Linked DNA regions of Mus musculus: regions 1 and 2 are each linked to region 3. A link is a contact called in public HiChIP or PLAC-seq and promoter capture Hi-C data. All regions are on one chromosome and are shown on one strand. The core of a region is the stretch at or near the end of the contact, and the rest is flanking DNA. Distances in the headings are between cores, read along the strand shown.

The links. HiChIP or PLAC-seq counts read pairs in DNA pulled down with a chosen protein or histone mark. Capture Hi-C pulls out chosen DNA fragments and counts their contacts.
Region 1: a promoter capture Hi-C map of liver shows a contact between it and region 3. The contact joins the promoter of Zbtb8a here to the promoter of Ccdc28b in region 3. A contact is called at or near these places in 8 of 39 promoter capture datasets (cranial neural crest, embryonic stem cells, hematopoietic stem and progenitor cells and 4 more), 1 of 484 Hi-C or Micro-C datasets (CD4 T cells), 5 of 115 datasets of contacts at active chromatin or transcription factors (bone marrow-derived dendritic cells, bone marrow-derived macrophages, effector CD8 T cells and 2 more) and 3 of 9 other capture datasets (adipose tissue, liver and pancreatic islet).
Region 2: a contact with region 3 is called in an H3K4me3 HiChIP or PLAC-seq map of bone marrow-derived macrophages, with 4 times the contacts expected there. The contact joins the promoter of 1700108I11Rik here to the promoter of Ccdc28b in region 3. A contact is called at or near these places in 2 of 115 datasets of contacts at active chromatin or transcription factors (bone marrow-derived macrophages and effector CD8 T cells) and 1 of 9 other capture datasets (liver).

What each region holds. Positions count from the first base shown.
Region 1 is chr4:129,375,235-129,379,519 of GRCm38.p6, forward strand. Zbtb8a (zinc finger and BTB domain containing 8a) reads right to left here and starts at 2,794. Exons shown (of 5, transcript NM_028603.4): 1 at 2,506-2,794.
Region 2 is chr4:129,851,753-129,856,236 of GRCm38.p6, forward strand. 1700108I11Rik (a long non-coding RNA gene) reads right to left here and starts at 1,479. Exons shown (of 2, transcript XR_868199.3): 1 at 1,379-1,479; 2 at 751-948.
Region 3 is chr4:129,622,125-129,626,586 of GRCm38.p6, forward strand. It overlaps Ccdc28b (coiled coil domain containing 28B), which reads right to left and starts at 1,784. Exons shown (of 6, transcript NM_025455.2): 1 at 1,690-1,784; 2 at 476-663. The coding sequence starts at 639. Gm34305 (a long non-coding RNA gene) reads left to right here and starts at 662. Exons shown (of 4, transcript XR_376684.4): 1 at 662-1,078; 2 at 1,510-1,629; 3 at 1,765-3,957. It overlaps Txlna (taxilin alpha), which reads right to left. Exons shown (of 11, transcript NM_001199695.1): 11 at 3,953-4,462.

The DNA of each region.
Region 1 (4,285 bases), core at 1,544-4,043, 250 kb before region 3:
CCATTTTACTAATGAAGGCACAGCACTGTATTTACCCTCATTATGTATGCCACGAAGAGGTGCCTTCCGGGAAGCAGAAAGAAGCCACACAGGGCACCATAATCTTGTGCTTCCCAGCATCTACCAGTGCAAGAAGTAAATATCTGTTCTGTTGTTTTCTTCTAGACAGGGATTCCCTGTGTATGTAGCCCTGGTTGGCCCGGAACTTGATCTGTTGACCAGGCTGGCTTCCAAAACAGAGAGATCTGCCTGCTTCTGCTGGGATTAAAGGTATGCAACGCCACGGCCCAGTAATATCTGTTCCTTCTATGTGACCTGACCTTCGGTAATCTTAGTAGCACATATGGTCTACAGGGTCTAAGATAGGAAAGTCTTAGAATGAAATGTTAGAACACTTAAGAGGGACTGGGTAGATGGCTCAGCAGTTAAAAGCACTGGCTGTTTCTCCAAGGATCTGGGTTCAATCCCCAGCACCCACATGGAGGTTCACAGCCATCTCTAACATCCATGTAAGGGGATTCAACACCCTCATCTGGCACCAGGCAAGCACTTGGTATACTGGCACAAAGGCAGGCAACACACACACACACACACATATATATATAAATCTAAAAAAAAAAAAAAATAGAGAGAGACTCGAGTTTTGAAACTATACTTGGAAAGGCCTCACCGAGAAGATGACATCTGAGTGATTGGTGTCCATAGCAGGAAAGAATGTGTATCTTTGAAACTACTCCAGGCAAACCAAACAGCAGGTGCAAAGGCCGTGAGGTGGACAGGAACAGATGGAGGAGGGATGGGTGGGGAGAGGAGGTCACTGTGGTGTGCCAGTAATGTCGGCTAACCCCAGGGTCTTGGGAGGCGGGGCAGGAAGAAGTAAGACCAAGGCAACCCTGAGAAAACCCTCATCTCATAATAAAATTAAAATTTAAAATAAGGGGCCTGGGGATGTATCTCAATGGTAACATTTACCTAGCCCATGCAAGGCCCGGGTTCAAAATACACACACACACACACACACACACACACACACACACACACACACGCCACACGCACACACACCACACACACCACACACACACACACACACACACCATGGGGGTTTTGGATTTTTTTATTTTTTTAGTAGGATGTGAAGGAGCCATTTAAGGTTTGGAGAGGGCTGGGTTTAGTGGTAGAGTGCCTATGTGACATGCATGGGTTCAATTCAAGTACAGGATAATATCAGGTGTGGTGATCTATGCCTGTAATCCCAGCATTTGGTAGGGGCTGCAAGAGAATCAGAGGTCCAAGATTTAGGGCTAGCCTGGGGTACATGAAACAGTGCCTTCAAAAAAAAGATATATAAAATAGCTTTTTAAAAGAGGAGTTTTAAAACTTATATTAACGTCTTTGAATATTAAAAAGTATATAATTGTGCCAAAAATTTGCCTAGTGCATCCCAGCCCTCCCGAGGTGGAGGTAAGATCAAATTTTCAAGTCTAGCCTGAGTCCGCTTTAAAACAAAGAATAAATAGGTAAATAAAAGTGCGATTTAAGTGATAAAATCAGCGAAGGTTTTGGTACTTTGGAGACTGTTCCGGGACGCTGCAAGAACAGGGCGCCTTGGGGGGCTGCCACGTCTCAGCTCCCTGCCTAGGGATGAGACTCCCTAACCATTAGCGTTTTATTTTTCCCCCTTTCCCCTTTGCTAGGTAGAATAAACAGCCGGAACCCGTAGCCGTCTCATAAGAAATTAAGTGCAATATTTCGTCAAAGTGAAACCACTCCATTTACTAAAGTTCTGCAAATAGAAAGACTTCTAGGTGTTGGCGGCGTGTGTGGTTGGGTGCCCGCTAGGTGTGAATCCTATTCCAAACACGTCTCGCAAAGACGTGGATTACGAATAACCGCACGGTCAAGGGCGAGTAAGCGCGCCAGAGCGCGAAGGGACTAAAGCCGACAGTGTCTCCAGGTGGGAGATGCCAGGGACATTCTGCCGCGGGGCCAGCTGGGGCTCCATATTTCTGCCCTCGGTTCTAAGCCCAGAACTGTCGCGTCGTGATGGAAAACCAGAGAGTGGAGGGCGGAGTGAGACCGCCGGGCTGCAGCGCCCCGCGCCCCGCGCCCGACGTCTGCAGACACGCCCGGCCCCGTGGCGCCGCCTCGCCGCCGCGGCCGTCAGGAGGCTCGGGCGCCTTCCCGCCTTTCCCCGGGCCGGGCCAAGGCTGGCGGCGGGGCGGGCGCGGGCGGCGACGGTGCAGCCATTGTCCCGCAGCCGCGCCCGGGGCCGCCGCCGCCGCCCGCGTCTCCTTTGTGGCCGTCGCCGACCCTCGGAGCCGCCGCTCTGCGCCCCCGGCTGCAAATGGCGCCGGGTGCCCCCTGCGTCGCCCGGCGCACCGGCTGGGGTTGCAGTCCCGGGGCGCACCCCGGCGGCTCCGCCGCCCTCCGCCAGGCTCTGGGCCCGGCCCGCAGCCCCGACGCCCGGGCCGCCCTCCTCCCGCCCGCGCCCGTGCAGCCACTTACCGCGGGGCTCTAGCCGCTCGCTCGCTCGCTCGCTCGCGCGCGCGCGCGCTGCGGAGCGATTCCCGGTTCCGGGTAGGGGAAGCAGCCCCTTTCCGAAGCCGAGGCTTTGCGCCCTAAAACAAGTAGCCCCAACGTGGGAGAAACAAAAGGTATTTGCTGACGTGGGCGTTGGACAGAAACGCCCGAGGGCTGAGGACACAATTAAAGGGGCAACGCACAGATTTCAGGCACCAACCAGCAGCTTCGCCCACTCCCCCTGTCCGTGCCCACGCCCGACTGCACCCTCCGCAGGCACTAGGGCGCCCAGGTTCCCCAGCAGTTGATTGGGGATCATTCTTTTAGTCGGGAGCTTAAATTTTAAAATTGTACTTTACGTTGGGAAAGGCGCCTCCGGAGGGCAGAAGGGCTGGATTTCTAATATGTGGAGATATTGGTTCAAGGAGAGAGGGAGGGACTTAGGCGTGCCCACAAATACTGTATACATGTGACATTATTGTACTTAAGTTTAGCGACGTAAAATGGGAGAGAGTTCCACAAAATCGCCCTTTGACGAAGCACTTAATTTCAGTTATAGCCTTTTAGAAACCTCTGTAGGTCCCCATCAAGCCCTTTGAAGAGGCAAGCCCGGAGGGGCTGAGATTAAGAGGCCGTGATTCTTTATATAAAACTAGTACAAAACAGTGTTTCGTGTTTTCAAATATAAAAATTGGTCGTAAAATCAAGTTTCTCTTCTGACGTGACCCTAATATTTATGGCACACAAATATCAGGTGATACATTTCCTAAAATAGTAAACCGCTGAATTTTCATACTGCTTAAATTCCACAAACTAAATTAGTTTTCTACTTCTTCACGCTGATTGTCAAGTAATGCGGAATGGGGGAGAAGATTCAAAGTCTCAAAGCATGCGTTTAATATTTTGAGGCGTTCCTCTCCCAAGCCTCAGTCAAGCCCATCAGGGTCCTATTTCTCCGATCTCCTCACTAAGTAACTATGTATTCGAACATCATTCTCTCTGAGAATACAATACAGTCATTTCTGAATGAAAAAAAAAAAAAAAGGAGAAATAAAAAGGAAAGGGACATGCCTGGTCCTAGGTATAGTGGAGGAGAAAGTTTATTATAGATATGTGGGAGAGCACAGCCAGAGGCAGGAACATCTGGGAGAGTACAGAGTGAACTGAGCTGTGCCCTGTGATGTGGGGTGGGGGAGGGAGGAGAGAGAGCAGCAGAACCAAGTACAGCAGGAGACCCAAATTACAAAGAGGGTAGGGAGCCAAAATGGTTGGATTATATAGGGAAGAATAGCTCAGCCCCCTGGACTGGAGGATTCAAGCTAGGGGGCCGGATATGCCAGCCTAGAGGACCCTGTAACAGGTATTGGACTGAGGGATGCTGGGAGAACCTGGTGGCCAGGTCAGCTTTGACATGTTAACTAGGCACCCCAGCTATTTGTCCCAGGTTTGACACCTAACAGTTTCTTAATGTCACACCTGTTTACCCCAGGGGTGCTCTGTGATTAAGATTCGTTTCCTGGACTTTTGAGGTAATGGGAGATAATGGAAGGAAAGGTAGACCAGTGCTTATTTGAAAATCACTAGGACAGGGCTGGTGAGATGGCTCAGCGGTTAAGAGCACTGACTGCTCTTCCAAAGGTCCCGAGTTCGAATCCCAGCAACCACATGGTGGCTCACAACCATCCATAATGAGATCTGACGCCCTCTTCTAGTGTGTCTGAAGACAACTACAGTGTACTTACATATAATAAATAAATCTTTTTTT
Region 2 (4,484 bases), core at 229-2,728, 230 kb after region 3:
GCCAGCTTGTGATAGTGCTGGATGGTCTCAACAATGACAGCTGAAAGCTGTCCTCTCACTGTCACAGTGTGCCCTGGCCAGTGTGTCCCAGCGCTCACACCAAAGCTTTGAAAGAAGCTTGCCAGGTTACACCTTACCCAGCCATCTCTGGTGGGCACGCAATGCCACTGTCTTAGTTACTACTACCAACATACCCAGTGTAAAGGGTCCCATTCTATAGTATTTCTAAGATTTAGAAAAGAAAAATTTGATGTGTGTGTGCCACATGTGTGCAGGTATCCATGGAAACCAAGAGACAGAATTGGATCCCCTGGAACTACTGCTGAAGAAACGTGGGCCCTCTGCAGAACCTGCAAAAGCACTCACACCGCCAACCAACTCTCCAGCCACCTCCCTTTTATTTTTTTAATTTTAAGGCAAGCATTTCCATCTTCTTAAATCTCATCCCTTATTTGATTAAAGGTTCAAATTTAAGTGCCTTTTTCTGATACCCTTTTCATTAACTTTTCTACATAATTCCCACCAACTTATAAACATACTATTTATTGCATGATAAGAGTCAGAGCTGAGGCTGGCAAGATGGCTCAGTGGTTAAGAGCGCCGACTGCTCTTTCGAAGGTCCAGAGTTCAAATCTCAGCAACCACGTGGTGGCTCACAACTATCCGTAACGAAATCTGATGCCCTCTTTTGGAGTGTCTGAAGACAGCTACAGTGTACTTACATATAATAAATCTTTAAAAAAAAAAAGCTGGAGTTGGTGGTATAAACCTTTAATCTTGGCATTATTTGGATAGCAGAGGTCGGAAGATCACTTGAGTTTAAGACCACCCTGGTCTGTGAAGTGAGTTCCAAGGTAGCCATGGCTTTGTAGAGAGAACCTGTCTTTATTTGGTTTGAGGAGTTGGCAAGATGGCCACCATGCCTGAGTTTGATCCTTGGAGCCTGTGCTGTAACACACAAGTGTGTACACATACAAAAGACAAATCGTTTTGATTTCACATCTACCTTGTTCTGACACAGAAACACACCCTGTACTGGGAATTGAACACTACAGTTAAATTTCTCTTTAATTTACAGTAAAACTAAACTTACATTCTCCTTTGAGTCTGTTCCAGCATAGATTGTTTTGTGGTTTGGGTTTTTTATTTTTGAAACAGGGTCTCTATAGGCTGGTCTATAACTTCTTATGTAGACCAGACGTCTTATTTGGGATTTTTATCCTCCGGCCCCTTTTAAGTGCTGGATTTCAGGCATGCACTGCCCTCTCTGTCTCCCAGTGAGAATTTTTATTTCATTGGGATTACTCCTATAAAGACCACCAGAAGTTCTGTTGCACTTAGTTTAGTGGTGGGTTCTCCTAGTGTTGGATTTGTCTACCTGGTGGGATTGATGCCACTGAAGTCTTCATTGAGCTGGGCAGTTGTGCTGCATGCCTTTCATCCCAGCACCCAGAAGACACAGGCAGGCAGCAGATCTCTTCGAGTTTGAGAACAGCCTGGTTTACAACAGCCAGGGCCTCAACACAGAAACAAACAAGCATTGTGACTTAATAATGGTTCCTCAGATGCGTGCAGCTAAAGTTCCTGGGCCTGACATGATGAGTGGGCTTCATGTGAATAGCAGTGCTGAAATAGGCATTTCCTAGGTGAACTGGCAGACTGATGGAAGTTCTTCAGAGAGCCTTTCCTGGGTTTAATGTTGCTGGCTTCGCAGATGGATGAAGGGCGGGCCCCCAAGCTAGCACTGTAGGTAGTATGGGGGACCCACAGAAGGCAAGGAAAGATTCCCCACAGCCAAGAAGGAACAGGTGCCGCAACACCTGGGTCTTATCTCCATGTGGATCTAAGGCACTACGGCCTGGGAACATCTGCCCTGGTGATAATATTGGGATTACAGGTGTGTGCCAGCACACTTTGCCCCCCCCCCCCCAATGTGGTCTCCCTCTGTAGCTTGCTCTACTTTGTAGGCAAGGCTAGCCTTGAACTCACAGAGATCCACCTGTTTCTGCCTCCCGAATGTTAGGATTAATGGTGTGTGCCATCACATCTGGCTTTAAACCTTAATTTTTAAAATTACATTTAATTTGTGTATGTGTTTGTGGGTACCCCACAGCATTTGTGTGGAGGTTAGAGAACAGCTTGCAGGAATTGGTTCCTCCACTTTTGAGTCCCAGGAAGTGAGGTTGGATTGTAGGCTGATGCCAAGCCACTCTATCTGCTGAACCATCTTGCCAGCTTTTTATTTTTTATTTTTATTATACATAAGTTACACTGTAGTTGACTTCAGATGCACCAGAAGAGGGCATCAGATCTCTTTATGGGTGGTTGCTAGCATTCGAACTCAGGACCTTCAGAAGAGTGCTCTTACCCGCTGAGTCATCTCACCAGCCCATCTTGGCAGCTCTTAAGTTTTCCTTTTTTTTTTTTTCTAGTTACGTAACCAAAAGAAAACAAAAACCTAGGTTGGCCTAGGACTCCCAGTGGTCCTGTCTCTCCACACCCAGCTGTGGGGCTCATGGTGGCACACACTTGTAGCTAGCATTTGGATGGCTGAGGCAGGAGGACCTAGGCTACATAGGGAGTCCATGTATCAAAACCCCAAGGGATTAAACACAGCTTGTTGAGTGCTGTGACAACCTCCTGTGAGTGAGTGCGGTGTGCCTGCTACGTGTTTACCCACTATCCTAGCCACTGAGGATACCAGGGGAGGGAACATGACAAACTGGCAAGAAATTATTAAGGGGTAGGAGAAGAACATTTCTTTTCAGTTAAACATCAGTGCAATAAGAGAACGTGAGGAAGAGCATAGGAATTAGTGATTAATACAGTCAGACGGAATGGCCATGAGACCGAGGAAGATGAAGGAACCCGCTATATGCTGAGATATATGAAGATGGTACCAGTATTTCCCAAGGAGTTTGTGTAAACTTGAAAAACTGCTTGGTGTGGGTTGGCACAGCAGTGCAGATCCTGAATATGGTAAGGAAGGCAAGCAAATTTAGTGAGGTTGGGAAGGTAGGTTGGTGATGCTAAGGCAGGGATCTCAGTAAATGGGCAGTGTACTCTCACAGGGACAGCCTTAGCCATGTGCTTTGTTCAAGAGATCAATGTCTCAGCACCAGCAATATCTTGTTTCGTCTTTGAGACAAGGTCTTACATCTAGCCCAGGCTGGCTTTGAACTGGCTAAGAATAGTTGAGGATGACCTTGAATCCCTGATCTTCCTGCCACCGCCTCCTGAGTGCTGGGGGTGGTGGTGACACGTTTGTACCACTAGTTTTTGAGACAGGATTATGCCTACTTTGGCCTGGAATTCCCACCACCTGCCTCAGCCTCCAGAGTGCTGGGATCACAGCATCAGAATGACACCCAGCCCACACAAGTCATCTGAGTCAGAGCCTCTAACTGTAGATTGCCGCTTTCTGCAGAGCAGAGGCACGGAAGGTCAGTCAGTGATCAGCCGTTGCAAGATCAGGTCTTTGTGCAAAAGGTTATGTAAGAGTCCTCTTGAGTTAGAGGCTGTGTGTTTAAAGGGTGACTGACTCGTACTGTGCATGTGGGATGTGTCATCCGAGTGGAGGAGAATGAACAAGAAAAGGTAGAAGCTGAGGAATCCTAATGGCTAGTGATGGGCTGCCGTGGCGCAGGACAGAAGTTTCAGGCCTTAAGGAAGGGAGCGAGAGATGACTAAGACAGACTTCCTTCTGCACCATTGTGCAGATCAGTGTGAAAGGTCAGCAGTATATTCTCAGTCAGCAGTTCAAGGAGATAGCTGGGATGTTTGGCCATGGACCGGGGGTGGGGTGGGGTGGAGTGGTGGTGAGCCCTTCCCACGCCCACCTATCATCCTCTCCACAGCTCACGCAGACTGAAAGCAATTAGAATACTTCAGGCTTGGCAGCTTTGCCATCTGCCCTGCAGAAGAGCCACTGGCAGGTGTAGCACACAGTGGCACTGGTTAAGTCACTTGTGTCTGCTTGGTTGTTTTGAAGATAGGGATTCGGAAAGATGGAGTAGCAAGGGTCTAACAGTACCCATATCTGTCTAGTTCCCTTGTGCTCCGGGTTGTGCCTGATTAGATTTAGTCTTCACCGGCCTCACCGCCAGTCCCATTTTTAAATGATAAACTACAGCGTAAACTGACTCTAAAATTGGCCCTTGACTGCCCAGCTTCCTAGGCTGGGAAGATGTTTGTTAATGATTTCTTAGGTGTGGCATCACGCAAAGGGGTCCTTGTTAATTGAGCTGTGTCGTTACATTAAATGCAGGGGCAGGAGAAGGGTTAGCATGCAGGTGCACGTGTGTGTGTATAGTGAGTCTGCCTCGTCAGTGACTTTAACTTGTGTAAACCGTGTGTAATGGGCCTTGCCAGTAACAAAGCAGGGTATCTGAGCCGAGTGGTTTATAGTTTATAATTGGCTTCTTATTACTGTTGGCTGCCTTTCCTACACATCGAGTATTACTCTAGGATTGGTATTTGATTTA
Region 3 (4,462 bases), core at 534-3,033:
AGCCAGACTTCCATTATTTAAAAAGAACTGAGCAGAGAACTTAAATGGGCGAGGGAGAAAGCACAGTGGGAGAGCACTTGCCCAGTATCAGTATCTTGAGGTCAATCTCCCAGCGTGGTGACCAAAATACAATGAATTTAAAAGGAAGGAATCGTCCTCCCTGGTGTTTATCCCTACACTCCTGGGGCCCTTCCATCAGTGTCTTGGTTCTCATGGCATTCTCAGTCTTGATTATCACCTCCCCTCATCAGTGTCTAGCAGCTTCCTCTCACAGTCACACTCACTCACTCCCTCCTCAGAGCTAGAGCCAGTGGTCTCTATGTACCTGAGGACACGTCGGGTCTACATCCCCAGTGAATGGGTAAGGCATTGGCTGCTGTTCAGCAGCGATGTCGATGTCTGCAGGTCCTCCTTACACAGTGCTCGGCTCACACCTGGGAGTCTCCAGTCTGGCCAAGAGCCCCTCCCTACTCACCTCTTGAACTTGGCTCGCTGCTTGGGTGATGGCAAATGAGGGAGTCCCAGAGCCAAGGAGCCACTGTGGCTGGTGGGCACAGGGACTCTGCGCAGTGTGCCTGGGGCCTGTGCTGGTTGGGTCAGGCAGGGCTTAGGACTCCGTTTCTTCTTTTTGTCTTCCATTGGGTGGTGTGTTGGACCTCAGGTCTGGGAAGGAAGGGGGCAAAATCATCCCTTCACTCAGCACCCTCTTTCGTCTGAGAGGAAGGGTCTTCAGATGTATCTTTGTCCATCAGTCAGGAGCTCTGTCCTCTTGTCTGTACAGGGTCATATGCCAGCCTGCTGCTGGACTGTAGCTATGCATCTGAAGGACCTCCCAAGGCCAGCAAAGCCCTTTTCTTCCTGACAGCCCCATCTGCCTGCTGGAGAGGGCTGGCCCAGACCAGGGTCATCTTGCTGTTTTCCTGTCACTACAGCCCAGAGCCTGGGGCTGTAGAGGAAGATGCTCAGGAGACAGGGTGGATGTGACTAGGGGAGCAAGCTGAGGATCAGGAGGCCATTTGCTAGGCAACGGTCTGTATATGGCAGCGGATACTGACTAACTGCATGAGGTGCAACCAAGGTAAGGCAGGGACACCTGGAAATACCCTGGTGTCAATCATATGGACCAGGAATAGCCGGCTCATCACTGGCCTCTCTTCCACTTCACTTCAACTACACATGCCAGGGCTGCCCAGAAGTTCCCAGGACAGCTTCTAGTCTCTTCTTTTTCTAGTTAGAAAGTCTTTAGGGGCTAGACCTCCAACAATGTAACTCTGACTTGATTAGCTTAGCTTGACTCCCCTACAGCCCCATCACCTAGGTATCTGGTCTGCTGAGGTCCTCTCCAGGGGAGGTCTCAGCTCCCTCACTTTACTTCCGAGAGGGCGATGGTCAAATCGGAACATTAAGCGTTTAAGCTGGCATGGAACAGCTGGGTGGCATCAGTGGGGCTCGGGGGTGGGGTGGGGGGTGGTGGTGGTGGGAGACAGAACTCTTTTTCTCTCCATGTAGCAGCAGTGTGACCCAGTAAGAGACCTGATGGAAGCGGCAGCCAGAGCGACTGTGATCCGCCTGAGATGTGCCTAAGGAAAGATTCAGTTCTCAATTCGGGCTTCAAAAAACAAGCATCAGGTGCGGCACCCCGCCCCCATCCTCCTCACTCCCTTCTCGCCCCCTTGGGGTTCTACTGACCTGGAAGTTTGGGGTCTGGAGTGTGAAACAGTGCTTCTTTGCAATCTCCCTTCACCCTGCTTTCTCTCTCCTCAGGGGAACTGGAGCTGGAGGGAGCTAAGCTGGCTGGAGATGATTTGCATTTAAAGAGAAAGTAGCCCTCTTTGGATTCCCTGGGAGCGGAGCCGGAGGAGAGTACTTCCGTCGATTTAACAGTTCCCCTTCCCTACCTCCCACAAGAACTAAAGGAGCACTGTTAGTTACGGGATATGGATTTAAAATCATTTCCTTTTCTTGTCACGTTTGGAGGGGATCCCTTACAAAATGGTGGTGGCTTTGTTTGCAGCAGGGGTGGTAGGGAAATGATGGGGCTAAATGAATGTGTGGGCAGAGGCAATATATAAGTATACGGGAAAATGAGGGGCGGACACCAGAAGGAACAAAGACAATCAGTACCCAGCACCCTGTTAAGCCTTTTATGTACATTCAATCCTGAGACATAACTGTTATCCCGATTTTACGGAAAATAATCAATTGTCACTCATTCCTGGGCACGGTCGCTGTCCTGTGACATCCAGATACTCCTAGCCTGTAAGCGCTGAAGAACTGACAGGGCCTCTCCCCACCTCCGAACCAGAGCAAATAGGATCCCAAGCAGGCTGGCAGGAGGTGGGGCGTGAGAGCTCCGGAAGGAGGCTGGCCCAGAACTGTTGGCGGTTGTGCTGCTGGAGGAGGGAGGTCCCACCAATGAGGCTATTTGAAGATCTGGCAGAGGAGTCTGGTTCAGATCTCCAGAACAGCATCCGATGCCACAGGAGAGGGTGTCAGGCTGCCCAGCAGGCTCAAATTAAAGCGACCTAGGCAACAAAGCATCCATCTTCCCTTTTCCTTTAGCAACAACAGTAGGTTTCCCTGGCTGTGGGCACCCAGAGGTGTTGCTTCTGGGATCTTTTCCAGGTGCTGTTAACATGCAAACTGCTCTAGGAAGCAACTCTAATCCAAGACTTCTAAACAACCAAGAACCGGAGGGAGGGGAGCACGCTGGAAGGTCCCTTTCCTCTCAGAATTGCTGCTGGAGCAGGGTGCCAGCTTCGTTCATCAAAGTGACAGTGGGCCCAGGAGCACCCGGGGTTGCCACCTTCAGCTGCTTCCCTGAGGAGCCAGAAGCTTTTGCGGAGCCACTTGCGCTTGCAAGCTCCTGATGCGGAGGCAGGAAAGGAATCCTCTCCACCCCTACTGGAGGACTTTTAGAATCAATTTGTCTACCGCTTCTGGCTAGAAGGAATCAAGGGACAGCCCCTATAAAGCTGAGCAGTTCCATCTTTTCTGCCCAACCAACCCAGAGACCTGGTGCTGGCTGAGGCCACCTACAGTGTCCCTTAGAGGAAACCAGCTGAATTAGGGAACTACTAAGGCCGCGCGCATGCGCATTTCCCCAGGAGGGCGAGAGCACAGACCCAGTAGCTTCCTACCCCTTACTCAGCTGTGTGAACACCTTCCTTCAATAGGTCCTCAAGGCCCTCTGGGTCTGCTCTGAACTCCTAAGGAACACCTAAACACAAACCTCATCTCTCCCCTCACCCTCCTGGGCACCTGTCTCACTAGTCTGCTTCTGCCTTTGGGTTAAAGGCATGTTCTCCCACACTAGGTTCAACTGAGTATTGGATGAGGTCATGACTTGTCTGTCCTTCTCAGGACTTCTGCTTTAAAGCTTTGTTTCCTCTCAGTAGCTACGTTTTTTTTTAAAAATTACATGTATTATATGAGCACCAGTGCATGAGTGGCGGTGGGTGTCAAGCTGTATATATGGAGAACAAAAGGCAACTTGAAGGAGCAGATCCTCTCTAGCATCTGGGGAGCCACCCCTCCTCCTCACGCCCTTTTTGAGACAGGGTCTCACTACAGCAAACTGGAACACTACATGTGCATCAGGCTGACCTCAGAGTGCTGGGAACAAGGGCACCCCACCTGGAGAGCCTCAGCCCCGCCCCTTGAGATAGGGTTTCTGCTCATATAAGCCTAGCTGATATTGCCCAAGGCAGCCTTGAACTCATAGCAACCATGCCTCAGCCTTTCCATGCTGGGATTGCAGCTGTACACACCTTATTGAAATGTCTAACATTTTTTACTTATGTCCTTTGATTTTTTTTTTTTCTATGCCAAGAGCAAACACAGCTAAAGAATCTGTCATGGTCCTCAACTTGTGGCCAGGAGGATGTGGGACGATGACCGGCCACTGCCACTCTGCAGATCCAGAAAGATCCAATAATTCGATTGGCTGAGATACAGGTAAGGCAACAGGACTATTTAATGTAAAATTCATCAATAGCAAGTCCCTGGCTGCTGCCAATTCCAACGCAAACTGGGAACGGGAAAGGGTACAAAAAAAAAAGCTGTCAGCACAACTTCAAACAAGTATGGGTGGCAAAGGAAAGCAGTCATGGGGACAGAGGCAGCCCTCCTACCCGAGGCTGGTCAAGGGCAGTCAGATGCCTGGTGGTCCACACATGCTACTAAGGTGGAGGGGGGCTGGAGCAGTTCTCTGCAGGCTGCAGCCCCTCTGTGGACACCTGGGCAGTTCCACTGGCCTCTGGGTTAGCGCTCTGGAGGACTAACATGATGGGGACTAGGAAGCGTTAAATAACCATCTTTACAGAAACATTCTTACAGAAAGTGCCTAAGCTCCGACCATGGTCCAAAAAAGCCTCATGGAAAACAACGACAAAAAGTGGGGCTGACATGGCATACACGAAGTTCTCCCCTGGACAAGGACCTAAATATTGTTTGTATAGCC